Regions from separate parts of the Ovis aries genome. Here all the other regions are linked to region 3. The links are chromatin contacts, called in public Hi-C maps. All regions are on one chromosome and are shown on one strand. Each heading gives the region's core, a stretch centred on a gene start, on an enhancer-like site or on the middle of the called end of the contact. The rest is flanking DNA. Distances are from core to core; before and after follow the strand shown.

Region 1 (2,748 bases), core at 39-2,538, 300 kb before region 3:
CGCACTGGATGTTCATCACAGAGAGGAGTCCCTTTTTATCAACAAACACCAAGATCATCAGAGCTCCTTTTCAAACCGTTCTTAACTTTTCTGAAAATCAAGGGCACTTTGAAAATCTGATAACAGCTATTAGGCCTCTCCAGCAGTAGCTCCCAAGTTTTCACGTAGGAAGGTCGTAGGGGTACCGACTTATTGGGGGTGAGGGGGTGATGGGTCGGTCCGGGGCAATCCGATGGACAATGAGGTAAAGCTTCCCAAATTCCTCTTGGCCGCCAATAATGGCCCTTTAACTAGAAGAACATACGTACTCACAACATCAGTTCGAAAACTACTAAGGAATTCTACTCTAAAGGGTCGCAATCTCCTGAAGAAGCAAGTAGTTCCAGCAATTCTTAAAAGCCAAAAAAAAATGAAAAGCCAAATCCAGTCCTTTGAGGGGACACCGCCACATTTCAATGGCAGCTGCACGTTATTTCAGGGGAGAAAGGAGACTTATTCCCTTTCCCCAGACAGCAAATTAAAACAGGTAGATAATTCTACTCGCTTCTTCCCGTTTTGCATCCGAGAAGCCAGTTTTCGCCACATGGGGGTGGTAACCAGTGGGTTACCAACAAGCGGGAGGTGCTTTTTGCGGGAAAAGAGCTAGGAAACGTCTGGAAACGGAGGGGATCCCGTGGCTCCTTTCTCCGGGACTCCCAAGGCACAGGCCCAAAGCCTTCCCCGGCTCGGGCGTGCGGATCTCGTGACAGAAGCAGCAGCTGAGTGGCCCTTTCCGCCTTCGGACGTCCTCTGGCCCCTGGGGCCGGGATGCAAGGCCCAGGCTGGCCGCACCCAGAGGTGGCCGCTCTCTTTCCTCCTTTGCCTTTCCCCAGGCACCAGCCCAGGCCGCGGTCGCGCCCGTCACGGCCTCCAGGATCACCCAAGCCCTCGCCCAGAGACTCCCAGCGGCTCCCAACGACGCAGAACCTCAGGCGAGAGGCAGGCCTCCGTGGTCGCAGCTGCGGTACTCACCATCCTGTCACTGGGCTCCGCTCAGTCACCACAATCACCGCCGCCTTCTCTTCCTCACGCTTCTCGGCGACCCGCCCACCTCGTTCAACACCAATGAAAAGAGAGGTCAGCAAGAGACCGTTCTACGGAGGCCTGCGCGGGCCCTTCCCCGCCGTAAAGCGAAGTTGTTCTGTGGCAAATGGGGTGGGGGCAAAATCGCGAAGTTTCGAAGCGCGGGCAACATCCGGGCAACATCTGGCGCCCTCGCTCTGAGGCGTGCCGTGTGACGTTACTTTTTAGGAATTGCAGCCATGCTGAAATGCGTGATGAGCGGCAGTCAGGTGAAAGGTGCAGAGGCCTTTCTTGCCTTCCTGTGTAAAAAAGGGTTTGTGGGCGTGGGGACGTTTCCACCGTGGTCTCATTTCTTGACCTTTGCCTTTGTGCCTAAGGGACTGAAGGCCTGGCCATAGGCAGCATCCACTCACCCAGGGTCCTGTTAACTTCTGAGGTGCAAATGAAGGCTCATCTGCTTTTATTTATGCGTATTATTTATATTCATTGGTGTCCATTAAATGAAGTTGCACCACCGGGACAAGGTAGTGGAAGGGTAGGCCTCAAACTCGGGGTGATAAGGACTGTGTGGGAACTTGGGAAAAATAACGCTTGGACAGTTAAAAGTATTTTAGCGCGATGAGAAAAGCATAAACCTCGTTTTCATTCCAAATTCTACCATTTTTAAAAGTAGGACCTGGGACAAGCCATTGAATCCCTTCAGGGCTCAGTTTCCTCATCTGTGAAATGAGAATAATAACAGCATCTTTATTATAGTATTGTAGGAATGAAATGCAGGTAAAGAGCTCAGTAACAAATGGTAATGTAAAAGAACTAATCCTTATTATAAATGGTACTTTAAACATGTAAGTTACTCCAGAAAGTCTCTGTTTCGAAAAGTAATGGTTTTCTACAGATCATAATCTGAAAATGATCATTGAAAGGCATCTTGTGTCCCAGCTGGCTCCTGCTATGTTGAGGGCATCTATGGATCAGTATTAATGATCAGGAAAGAAAAAGATCCCCATTGTTGCATGTTTTCAGAGTTCTAGAAAGTTCTCTTTTGCAGTGTGTACTTTAGTTCTCAATAAGTGATAATTTGTATGATTCTTTAATTTTGTTTTTCCTCCAGAACCTAAGCACTGTGAGGGTGGGAACTGTAAACCTGTCTTGTTCATTGCTATATCCCCCATTGCCTTGGCTTATACTCTTGGAATCTGCTAGGCGCTCAGTGAATATTAACTGAATGAACAAAAGGTCTTCATTAGCTAGCTCCAGGAAAATGTGGTGAATGTGAAGTGTTAAAAAAGGGCCACTTTCTTTTTTTTCCCTAGTCATCCTGTGTTCTCAGTTTGAGGCCCACACCTCCAGCTCTGATTGTATTCCCCCGCTCTCTTTCTTAGTATGCCATGTGGCTTGTGGGATCTTAGTGCAGACTCCTAACCACTGGACCAATCATAGTATGATGCTCCCAACTCTGATTCTTAAGCGTAATATGATTTTACATTCTAGGATTATTTTTCCTTTTTTTCTACTTTTCCATGAATTGATATAGCCATCCTTTTTTATTGAAACATAGTATCCCATATCTGTTTGATATATATATATATATATATATATATATATATTTTACTTATAATTTTTAAGAACACTAACAGTGTCATACCAAATCAGTCCAGTATTTCATCCAGGGCTAGCTACTCTTTA
Region 2 (2,815 bases), core at 87-2,586, 340 kb before region 3:
TTAAATCTACTACACCCCAATACAAACACACAACACACACACACATACTGGTGTGTTACACACTAGTGTGCAACTTTGGGCAAGTTACTTAACTTCTCTGAGCCTCAACTTTCTCCTCTGCAAAATGAAAAACCACTAACATATCCACTTCATAATCACTCTGAGGATTAATTAGGGAATAATTTATACAAACTGTGTAGCTCAGAGTTGGCCTGACATGCATCAGGAGTCAAATGGTAGCTATGGGATTCACCAAACCTTAACTATGGTTTACTCCTTTTTATTACCGATGTGCTTCACCTAACGCAGCCCCTTGTCTCACCTGCACTAGCTATGCTGTCTTATTACCTTCATGGCATTTGCCACTATCTTAAACAATCCCCCCATTTTATTCACATTCACAGATTATGTCTCCTCATTAGAATGTAGACTCCTTAAGAATAGGGACTTGTTGGCCTTATTCACCGCTGTAATAGTGCTTTGGCATGCAGCAGATGCTAAACATCACATGTTACTGAACATGCTTTTTCCTCATCTGCAAAATGGAGACCATGATGGTGATAAATCTACCCGTGACTGTCAGAAATTAAGAACAACCAAACCACCATCAATTTTAACTCCTACTCTGATGCACATTAAACAAACATGTGGAAACTAGGCGCGGACCTTGCACCTGCTCTGAGAGCCCTAAACCCAGCGGCTCAGGGGTGGCAGCCACTGCCGGGGCGACAGGGGAGGAGGAGTCAGGGAAGTGGGGTCGGACAGGCGACAGGCAGCATAAGGGACCCGCCTCCAGAGGCAAAGGAGGAAGTGGGCCTACAGGGAAAAAAAAAAGAAGCCGGGCCCTAGCTGTGATATGAGAAATTAAAAGGGCAGCCCTTGCCTTCACGGCTCTAGTGAGGCTTTGGGAACCCCGCTGGAATCGGGGGGACGGGCAGAGGCGCAAAAAGCGATAAAAAGGATCAAGCTTGGAGAGGAGGGGGCAGACCTGTGGCAGTCTCCTCAGCACGCCCCGGGTCTCTGGCCCACTCTGCCATGCCCTGTTCCTCCACGGCCGGCCGACATCCCCGGGCCGCCCTAATCCCACAGAGGCCGGTCCCTCTCCTCTGGCCTTTCCCCTTCTCAGGCCCCTGCTTTCTCTCTGCCCTCCTCGGCCTACTTTTCTCACCGCACGCAAGACTTCTCGCGACTCTCTCAAATCCCCGCCGTCTCCCGACACCCCCACTTTGGCCCACTTACCGGCATTTTGGAGGCGCCCCGGTTTCAAACCCAACGAAGAGAATCTGGGTAGAGATCGGCGGTTCCGGTCTGGCAGCCCGGGCGGGGTAGGCGGAAGTGAGCCGGAAGGGGAGGGCGAGGGCAGGACGCCGCGCTTCCGGCCTCGCAGTATGTGGCTAGCCGCTGCAGCTGCGCGGATCCGACAGGGCACCAGGGGGCGCTCGAACCCTAGGCAGGGGCTCTGAGTATCGCGCCTGCGTGAAGTGTGGGCGAGAATGAGGTGGATTTCGGGGTTACAGAATCCTAGATATATCACCTCTTTCGTTTTTTCTCCAAGACCACCTTTTCAGTAGCATTCCCTGGGTCATCCTAAATTCAGTCCCACTTCACTGCCCTTTCCCTCAGTTCTTATGATTCATGTTTTACTTTTGGGTTTTGTCTCTGTCCATTCGTATGAACGTCAAAAATGCAAGGACTGTCTGTTTTGTTCACTGCTTATATCCCTACACCTGTAACAGGACGGTACAAGGTAAGCATCAATAACATGTGTTGAGTAAGAGAAGGAACTCAGTCCACTGATTTTAAAAAGGAAAAAATGATCACAGAAGGGATTTGTGTACTACTCTTGTGTGATTACGTACTGCGATTCTTTGTGTAATGGTTGAGAAAAAATTGGTTTGAATCCAGCTCCAACATTTATTGGCTGTGTCACCTTGGCAAGTTAACCTCCATACCTCAGTTTCCTCATCTGAAAATGGAGATAACAGTGATTACCTGAGTTTTGTGAGGAAATGAATTGCATGGAATGTGCTTAGAACTTACATGCCTGGAACATACTAAAAGCTAAGGAATTCTTAATCTTTACCGGAAAGCACCTCAGGTTAAAAGCCAAGTTCACTGCTGCTTCTGGCCATTTCTTTTGCCAGTCCCACAGAAGGAATTACTTTGTCCCATGTTCCCACAATTGATTTCTCATTTATATTTCTGGCCAAATTTTACCTTTTAGGAGGAGACTTCCTTGGTGGTCTCAGATGGTAAAGATAGTCTTCCCTGATCGAGCTGATCTACTGGGCCCTTAAGACTAATTATACACAAGGAAACCTCTAATGAGGGTGACTGTGGGGCTACTTTGCTCCCATCAAAAAAGCCTCCTCTTGTGTGTTAGTCACTCAGTCGTGTCCAACTCTTTGTGACTCCATAGACTGTAGCCCACCAGGCTCTGCTGTCCATGGAATTCTCCAGGCCAAGAATACTGGAGTGGGTTGCCATGCCCTTCTCCAGGGGTTCTTCCCTGGAGAACCCTGAACCCAGATCTCCTGAATTGCAGGCAGATTCTTTACCATCTGAGCACACACCAAACTCTCCATAAGGCTAAATGAGGGAGGTATAGCTCAAGCAGGATGAGGAGGGCAAATGAAAAGGTGTCTTATTTTTCTGACTCTCTCACATGACAGTAACATTAGATCAGGGTGTTTTTGCCCTTTGCATACTCGAGGGCCACAGAAAAAAGAAAAAGCAAGAGATTTCCAAAAAAACATCTACTTCTGCTTTACTGACTACGCCAAAGCCTTTGACTGTGTGAATCACAACAAACTGT
Region 3 (3,074 bases), core at 283-2,782:
CAGCAGGAAACAATTTCTCTCTTCCTGAATGTGCAAGCTTAAATTCCACCATTTATTCTGCTTGGGGTCATGACCTATCACGGAACTGACCACTCAGGCCAAGGCCTTGAGGTTATGCAGATTAGCCAGGGGTCTGGCACTATGATTGGCCCATCCAGAGTCACAGGTTCCAATCTGGAAATGACCAGGAGTGAGGGAGGGTGTGGCTTCCTACTGGAAATTCCAGGTATTGCTACAGGAGGCAGAGGAATGCTGGATGCCCCATAAGCCCACATAAATATTTTTTATGCTGAACTGTCATCATATGAAAAGACCCACATCATACCATTTACTGCGTTCTTACTTTGTGCCTGGTTTAGTGCCTTGCATGCTGAACAACCTGAAATGGCTTCTAGAATTTCTCCTGTTTTCCAGATGAGGAAACCAAGGCCCAGAAACCTGAAATGACTTGTCCAAAGTTAACAAGTGGCCAAGGAGGGAATTTTTGCTGAGATTTGATGGTTGATACAGCAATGCTTTAAACCACTGCACCGTGGGACCCTTCAGCGGGTGGCGGAGCTCAGAGTTTCTAGTTTAGGAATTTAGTTCCTGAAGTCTGGAAGTTGGGGTGCAGTGGATCTTACAGCCCCATGGGGTTCATAGGGTTAGCATTGTTCCCGCCTCTGAATACCTAATGCCTCTCAGTACCACTGGCTCCTGCTTTTAAAAGTGAGGGGAGGTTATCCTCAACAGCTGAAGCTGGGTGAATTTCAATGTAACCCCATCAGAGGACACACTGCCTTGATGCCATTTTGCCCCTCTTCTTTGGGAACACAGGGAGCAAGAGGGTACCAACATGCCAGAACCATCTGCCTGGCTCCTAATAATAAATTGTGAGAGGAACAGGTTTCAGGAAAACATTGCTTTAAAAAAAAAAGCCTCTTCTCACACCCGGGCAGCCATCTGTCGTGTCCTCCTCTGGTGCCAAACTGTGGGAGGAGGGAGAGGGTTCTGCTGGGTCCGGCCCCACCAGCAGGGGTGGCTCACAAGTTTTCTTTGTTTTGCCACTCTGGACAGGGCATTGCAGAGAGAGAGAGGAGCACTTGCTGGCATTGACCTCCCTTGGGTACGGTGTCTGAGGAGAGGAAAAGCACAATTCCTTCAAGATGCCAATGGTGGGTAATAGCTCCTATATAGAGAGGGTTTACTGTGGGGTTAGGCATTGTGCTGTCCACTAAACACATATTAGCTTATGGAATCTTGACAGCAAATCTGTGTGCACCCATTTTATCGATGAAAGACTGGAGACTCAGATGTTAAGTGACTCACCCAAAGTCACACAGCAAGGCCACCTCTTCAGTATGTAATAATGAGGCCCAGCCTCCTCTCCACCTCAGCAACCCAGGGCAGGTTTTCCATGTAACACACAAGCAGTTGACATCACCCACGGGTGGTCTTTCAACTCTAGCTCTGCCCCAAGCACCCTTCTTGCCCTCCACCCTTGAGTTGAAATGTGGGCTTTTCTAGTCACCTAACCTGTTGCTTAATACCCACCCTGTCTCACCCAGAAGAAGCACAGGAGAAAAGACCCTGAAAGTTCCCAGGAACCTTCAGAGAAGACCAAAGGGCAGCTGGTTGAGGGGGAGCTTCGGAAGCTGAGGCAGCAGTTCCGGAAGATGGTGGACAGTCGGAAGTCCTTTAACTTCCGCTCCCAGCAGAAGATCATGAACCAGCAGTAAGTGATGGTCAGAGAAAATTTGGGGTTTTGGTTTCATGGGGCTTGCCTTCTGATGTGGCCTCTGGGGCATGGACCCATTTGGGATAGCTTCAGTGGGGAAAGGAGATATATTCTCAGAGTTCAGGGTGTCTTGGGGACCCCAAGGGGAGCAGAGCACCTATGTTTCAGGGAAGGACCCAAACTAGAAGCCATTGCTGGTTCCTGTTTCTTTCATCACATGGGTTTTGTTCTTCCTTTTCTTGATCTCATCTGTGGCTGGTGGGATGGCTTCCTTCAATTCTTGAGCTACCAAGGGCCACACAGAGAGACTGTCCTTAATCAATTCCAGAATTCTGAGAATCCATCCCAGAATTCTCAGGGCAGGGAGAATCTGATTGTCTCAGCTTGGGTCTGGTGTCTGCTTCTGGCCCAATTAGCTGTGGTCTGGGGGTTGAACTATAGGACGGAAAATAGCTATGGGTATCCCCAGCGGTTCTAGCAGTGAAGGTGGGGAGTTCCCAGAGAAGGGGAAAGCACCCGGCAGTGGATACCCCAAAGGGCATTTCCTGTTTGTGTGACCTTTTGGGATCTTCAAGACTGAATATTTGAAATTGAGTGGCCCGAGAAATTATGCATAGTTTTCCCTGGGCAACAGAAAGGTGCTCTCAGGGTTTGAAGAAGCAAACGTTAAACAGGCATTCTTAGATTCCGTCCAAGGAAAGGTGATTCATTAACTACATCTAAAATGTTTATACAGGCAGTAACTGCCTCTTAGTAGAAAGAAAATCTGACTGTTAGATGATGTGCGGAGTTCAGAGGCTAGAGGAGTTCTTTAGATTTTCCAAGGTTTGGCTTACTCAGAGCCACTGTTGGTCAGTATGAGATCACTCTGTGAATTAGACAAAGGCACCCTTTTTTCAAGATTCTTTACTGCCATCTGTTGGAAACATCATTGTTATGTAGAGATTTTGTTAAAACATGACCAAAGATGCTTACTCCTTGGAAGAAAAGTTATGACCAACCTAGACAGCATATTGAAAAGCAGAGATGTTACTTTGTCAGCAAACGTCCGTCTAGTCAAGGCTATGGTTTTTCCAATGGTCATGTATGAAAGTGAGAGTTGGACTATAAAGAAAGCTGAGTGCCAAAGAATTGATGCTTTTGAACTGTGATGTTGGAGAAGACTCTTGAGAGTCCCTTGGACTGCAAGGAGATTCAACCAGTCCATCCTAAAGGAGATCAGTCCTGAATATTCATTGGAAGGACTGATGCTGAAGCTAAAACTCCAGTACTTTGGCCACCTGATGTGAATAGCTGACTCATTTGAAAAGACCCTGATGCGGGGAAAGATTGAGGGCAGGAGGAGAAGGGGACGACA

What was found. A called contact is a pair of places that touch in the nucleus more often than the background predicts.
Region 1: a contact with region 3 is called in a Hi-C map of liver, with 5 times the contacts expected there. The contact joins the promoter of RAD9B here to the promoter of CCDC63 in region 3. A contact is called at or near these places in 7 of 16 Hi-C or Micro-C datasets (blood, hypothalamus, liver and 2 more).
Region 2: a contact with region 3 is called in a Hi-C map of liver, with 3 times the contacts expected there. The contact joins the promoter of ARPC3 here to the promoter of CCDC63 in region 3. A contact is called at or near these places in 2 of 16 Hi-C or Micro-C datasets (hypothalamus and liver).

What each region holds. Positions count from the first base shown.
Region 1 is chr17:54,406,498-54,409,245 of ARS-UI_Ramb_v3.0, forward strand. RAD9B (RAD9 checkpoint clamp component B) reads left to right here and starts at 1,289. Exons shown (of 11, transcript XM_042234597.2): 1 at 1,289-1,338. The coding sequence starts at 1,302. VPS29 (VPS29 retromer complex component) reads right to left here and starts at 1,084. Exons shown (of 5, transcript XM_027956502.2): 1 at 1,012-1,084. The coding sequence starts at 1,014.
Region 2 is chr17:54,365,786-54,368,600 of ARS-UI_Ramb_v3.0, forward strand. ARPC3 (actin related protein 2/3 complex subunit 3) reads right to left here and starts at 1,337. Exons shown (of 8, transcript XM_042234601.1): 1 at 1,240-1,337. GPN3 (GPN-loop GTPase 3) reads right to left here. Exons shown (of 8, transcript XM_042234600.2): 8 at 1,330-1,966. The coding sequence ends at 1,940.
Region 3 is chr17:54,704,387-54,707,460 of ARS-UI_Ramb_v3.0, forward strand. CCDC63 (coiled-coil domain containing 63) reads left to right here and starts at 1,533. Exons shown (of 10, transcript XM_027980253.3): 1 at 1,533-1,714. The coding sequence starts at 1,656.